Linked DNA regions of Mus musculus: region 1 is linked to region 2. The links are chromatin contacts, called in public Hi-C maps. All regions are on one chromosome and are shown on one strand. Each heading gives the region's core, a stretch centred on a gene start, on an enhancer-like site or on the middle of the called end of the contact. The rest is flanking DNA. Distances are from core to core; before and after follow the strand shown.

The links. Hi-C and Micro-C count contacts between places; a contact is called where the count stands out from the background.
Region 1: a contact with region 2 is called in a Hi-C map of B cells, with 7 read pairs. The contact joins the promoter of Txndc15 here to the promoter of Gadd45g in region 2.

The regions. Positions count from the first base shown.
Region 1 is chr13:55,713,387-55,716,124 of GRCm38.p6, reverse strand. Txndc15 (thioredoxin domain containing 15) reads right to left here and starts at 1,475. Exons shown (of 5, transcript NM_175150.3): 1 at 1,281-1,475. The coding sequence starts at 1,347.
Region 2 is chr13:51,845,257-51,847,956 of GRCm38.p6, reverse strand. Gadd45g (growth arrest and DNA-damage-inducible 45 gamma) reads right to left here and starts at 1,282. Exons shown (of 4, transcript NM_011817.2): 1 at 1,125-1,282; 2 at 504-605; 3 at 188-401; 4 at 1-88. The coding sequence starts at 1,177.

The DNA.
Region 1 (2,738 bases), core at 226-2,725, 3.9 Mb before region 2:
GCCTTCTTTTTGAGAAAGAAGTCTAGAGAGCCAACTATTCCATATATCATCTTTTTTTTTTTTTTTTTTTTTTTTTTGGTTTTTCGAGACAGGGTTTCTCTGTACAGCCCCGGCTGTCCTGGAACTCACTTTGTAGACCAGGCTGGCCTCGAACTCAGAAATCCGACTGCCTCTGCCTCCCAAATGCTGGGATTAAAGGTGTGCACCACCACTGCCCCACTTACATCTTCATTTTAAAGGCTAGTGATTAAATAGATTGAAAATTTCAATTTTTGGCTGTGAGATCTGACAGACACTGGCTTCCATCTCAGGCCCTCATCTATGGCTGCATAATATTGAAAGAGGATTTAGGTCCTGAGTCTCAGTTCCAGGTTGGGCATCCCTAAATGGAAACAGCCCTAGGCAGGCAGGAGGATTGGGGGGAGGGGGGGTCGGTCTGAGCTGTCTCAAAACAAAGGACAATAGCAACAAAAAATGTTTGATGTAAATCAGGCAGTGGTGGAATTTAATCCCAGCACTCGGGAGGCAGAGACAAGCAGATCTCTTGATCTCTGGCCTACAGAGTAATTTCTAGGACAGCCAGGTTCCAGAGAGAAACATTGTCTCAAAAAAATACTAACTAATCAACTAAAAATAAATAAATGAATCCAAAAGAAAAGAAAGAAAGAAATGGTCTTTTAATAGGAGTGGATAAAAGAGCCATGAACTAAGAAGGCCTCTCTCTGCTCCCCACTCTAGCACAGAGTGGCTCCTTTACCCACTTAAAGGGGTCCCCACATAAACACGGGCCCCAGGAATCTGATGTTGGTTTTTGGTGTTTTCTTCAGACAGATCCCAACTAATCTAGAGTGGCCACTTTCAAACAGTGGCCCAGCAAGAGCGAACTCCAGCGTGAACTTTGAAGTCGGAGAGACCTCAGGCTCTGATATTACTACTAAGTGCGAACAGGCAAATAGCTTATTCCCTCCGAGCCTCCTCGTCTCCAGCCTGTGAAATGAAGGTATTAACGGAAGCAGTCTCCCGCGGCGGCTGGAAGGACTGGAGGAGATCTGAGCTCTGGGATTCTAATCAGGACACAACAAAAGTCAGGTGTCTGCGTTTGACGGCTGATCATAAAGTGCGCATCGCAGAGGGTATCGGGCCAGGCCCGCCGAGGGGCCTGGGCAGGCTCGGCCTCCGCCGCCCAGCACCCCCACCGCCACGCACCGTCCCGCACCGCCCGCGGGTGGCAGCGCGTCGCCCCACGCAGCCGCCTTCGCCGGACCCCGATCCGCACTCACCCTCCAGGCCGTGGGCCGGAAGGCCCAGCACCCACAGCAGGACTTGCCACCAGCAGAGGAGTTGCATGGCGCGCGACAGGGAGCCGCGGCGACAGCCACCGCGGTGGAAGAAAATCGGCGCACCGGCAACCGGAGTCGCACCCCCCGCCCCAGGGAGACTACGGGGAGGAGAGCCCAGAGCGCAGGCGTGGCCGCGGGCCGCCATCTTGACTCCTGGCCGACGCTGCAGACGCCATCTTGGAGTCGGGCGGTCGGCCTCTAGCCAGGCCTGTGCGACCTGTACTGGAAGCCGCTTTTGGGGAACAAGTATCAAAGTAGGATTCGAGCAGCCATCAATAGCCATTCCCATGAGAACTCCTCGCTGCTTGCGACACGTACTGAACCTGTGTGCGGAGTTAATACCTTTCATTTCAAGAGACAAAAAGGCCAAGAAACTTGTGCACAATGGAGGAGGGACAGAACCTTGGGAAATCACAGATAGTCTGATGTATTACTTCAGCATGTTGCACTAGCTTGTGTTGCCAGACAGAGGATAGATCCAGTTAAATTTGAACTTCGCGGGCTGGTGAGATGGCTCAGTGGGTAAGAGCACCCGACTGCTCTTCCGAAGGTCCGAAGACTGAAGTTTTAAAAAAAAAAAAAAAATTTGAACTTCGCATAACTGCTGTATGTGTGTATGTAACTGTCTATCCTATAATTTGCTACTTCTGGCAAATTGGTTGGTTGGTTTTAACACTGGGACTCCTAAGATAATGACACTTAGGGGGGCTGGAGAGATGGCTCAGCAGTTAAGAGCAATGACTGCTCTTCAAGAGGTCCTGAATTCAAATCCCAGCAACCACATGGTGGCTCACAACCATCCATAATGAGATCTGATGCCCTCTTCTGGCAGGAGAATTACTGTGGGTTCCAAGCCAGTCTGGGCTACATCATGAATTCCAGAACTGGCCTGGGCTTCAGAATGAGACCTTGTCTCAAAAATGAGAGGTGGGAAAAGGAAGGAGAAAAGAGTGGAGGGGAAGGGAGTTGAAGAGATGAGAGCAGAAAGGGGGAGGGGAGAGGGGAAGATAACTTTGAGATTAAGAGTACATACTGCTCTCGAAGAAGGCCAAGGGTTATGAACCAAAGGTCTTGGCAATCTGAGTCAAGACGCTGTAATACTTAGTAACTTAGTAGCTGGGTACTAGTCCACTGTCACTCAAACTCCAAAGCATGTGCCTCTAACCTGAGTACTTAAGTCCTGTAAGTGTCTGGCATTTAAAGCTCAGAGCCTGAGCCTGGAGGAGTGACTCACTCATTAAGAACACAGGACCAGGGTTTGATCTCCAGCACCCACATGGCAGCTCACAGCCTTCTTCACCTCCAGCTCCTAGGATCCAGTACTGCCTCCATCAGTACCATACTGTGCACACATATATACAAGCAAGCAAAGCACCCAGAAACATAAAATGTAAATAA
Region 2 (2,700 bases), core at 33-2,532:
GCACCCAGTCGTTGAAGCTGCGGCTCTCCTCGCAGAACAAACTGAGCTTCTCCAAGGCAGGGTCCTTCCATGTGTCCTCATTAGGATTCTGAATTTAAAAAAAAAAAAAATACATGGGTCAGCCATGCTTGTCGTTGGCCAGGATGGTTTGGGGGACTGGCGTAGGGAAACAGTGGGGGACACTCACCGAAATGAGGATGCAATGCAGGTCTCCCGGCGCGCCCCCCTCTTCGTCGGCGCCCACGATCGCCGCCAGCCTCTGCACGTCTCCCACGCGCACGATATCAATGTCGTTCTCACAGCAGAACGCCTGAATCAACGTGAAATGGATCTGCAGCGCTATGTCGCCCTCATCTTCTTCATCGGCAGCCAGCACGCAAAAGGTCACATTGTCAGGGTCCCTGCAGAGCAGATGGGAAGGACAAGGTCAGAGTCGATGCCACCCCCAGGTCTCCGCGCCGCGCCAACCCCAATCCCTGCACGCGGGGCCTTTCTACACTCACACATTCAGGACTTTGGCGGACTCGTAGACGCCAGCGGTCAGACAGCCCTGGCGCTGCGCCGACAGCAGAAGTTCGTGCAGTGCTTTCCCGGCGCCCTGCATCCTGTGAAAGAACAAGCGCCGTGAGTGGGGACCAGCACGGGGACGCGACGGAGAGATCCCTGCCCTGACCTCCAAGTCCCAGCTGGCCCCTTAGCCTAGACCTGCCTGGCGCCAGCATTCCTGCCTCCCAACTCCAACCTGGCGCCCACACACCAGGATCCCCAGTCCCGACCTGGCGCCCACACACCCGGATCCCCAGTCCCGACCTGACGCCCACACCTCTGGCACCCTAGTCATGATCTGGCGCCCTCATTCCCCATCACCCAGTCTCGACCTGGCGCCTGCACTCCCAGTTCCCTACTTCTGATCTGGCGCCCGTATATCAGGCTCCCCAACTACGATCAGGTGCTGGCACCCCAAACTCTAGCTCTAGACACGAATCGAATGCAGTAATTCTGGTCCCGCGCCTCGGCACCTCACAGCCAGACAGTGCACGGCTCCCACCCTGCAAACTTCTATCCTAGAGGACCCTGTAAGACCACTACCAGACAAGGCCAACTCTCGGCACCCCAAAACCCACCTGGCTGTGCTTTCCGGAACTGTATCCTGGCCACGGACTTCTTCCAGAGTCATTGTGCGATCCACGAACAGCAAGTTATCCAAAAGAGTGCGGAGGGAACCCGAGCGCAGGTAAAGATTCCCAGAGTCCGATGCGCGCCCACCACCAGCGAGTGCGCCAGGCTGGGCCGGGAGAGCCCTTTTATAGACAGGCTCGGCGCGCCGCCGCCAGCTGGCGGGAGGCTGCACTCCCATTGGCCAGCGCCCGCTTTCTGATGCAAATGAGGCGGCAGGCCTGCGGCTCGTGCCAGAAGGCCACGTGGGGAGGGGTGCGGGGGATGACACAGCCTCAAATCTGCCGCTTTTGTCAGGGTGTTACCAGGCAGACTGGAGCCTGCAGATTTCATCTCGCCTTTCTTTTTTTGTAAGTCCTTAAAAGGAAAAAGTTTAAAAAAAAAGTACGTTGTTTGCTGATACGATACTGGAATTTGTAGAATGCACACTTGGAGAATGTAAAAGCCCCCTCTTTTTTTTTTTTTTTTTGCTCTTTTTTTTTTTTTTTTTTTTGCGACCTTTCTAATTTTTCCTCAATTTTCAGTTTGAAGTTTATAGGGTTGTTACATCGAAACCGAAACTTAAAGTCAAAGGTTTGCAACTGCAGCTGACATTAGGCCTAGGCTGCCACTAGGGACTCAGGACTCTGCGCCTTTCGGGGTCGCGGCTGCAAGGTCTAAGCCCTCCCATCCCCCACCCCTACCCCTAGCAGATCGCTGTGGGACGCGGGCAGCAGGGACCAGCAGATTGCTGCCGGCACACGCGGCTCGTTTGCATTTCTATACGGGGCACACAAAAGAGGAGGTCTGGCGTGTGGCAGTTCGCGGTGGGGACAATCGACGCTTTCTCTTTCATAGCAACACTGTCCACCTGCCGCCGGTGGGGTGGGCCGAGCCCCGTCGGGAGCCGGGGTCGCGGGGTTGCCCGGCGCGTGGGGGTCGGAGCAGCGTGCCGCTCCCCCGCCACTGGGTGCGCACCTCTTAGGCTTATTCTGACTGCTGGGATTCTGATGCACGCGTGCTAAGCTCGAGAGTGAGCTGTACACCAAGGCTACTGTGCCCCAAACCCCAGAGGTTCCGGGGTTCAGACTCCGGGAACTCGGCTGTTCCACATTGTTTTTCCCAGGGCGCCGCCTACCGGCCGACCTAGAAAAATCCAGATCCTCTCATCCACCCACCAAATATTGCCTCGCGTTGACCTCTCAGGGGGGTTTGAGCTGGGACACCCCAAGCACCGAGAACCCTGTGCTATTATGCGCATCATTTAGAATCAGGGTAACGCCTGCACCGGGCGCCCGGGCCTGGAGACCGAAAGGAGCCTGCCACCCAGGACCAAGAATCCGTTTGTCTTATGAGAATTTGAAATATTTCAACTACTTAAAAATGTTTCTTCAAGAGGTTCTTTTCTGATAACGTAATAAAATTAGAAGTGATCTTGAGAGCTTTCTGAACTTATCGTTTGTCCCGTGGGACCTGCACATCAGGCTTCCAGACTGCTCGCCCGCAGAACACGACACTGTGGGCGTCTGCGTCTCTCTGTGCTAA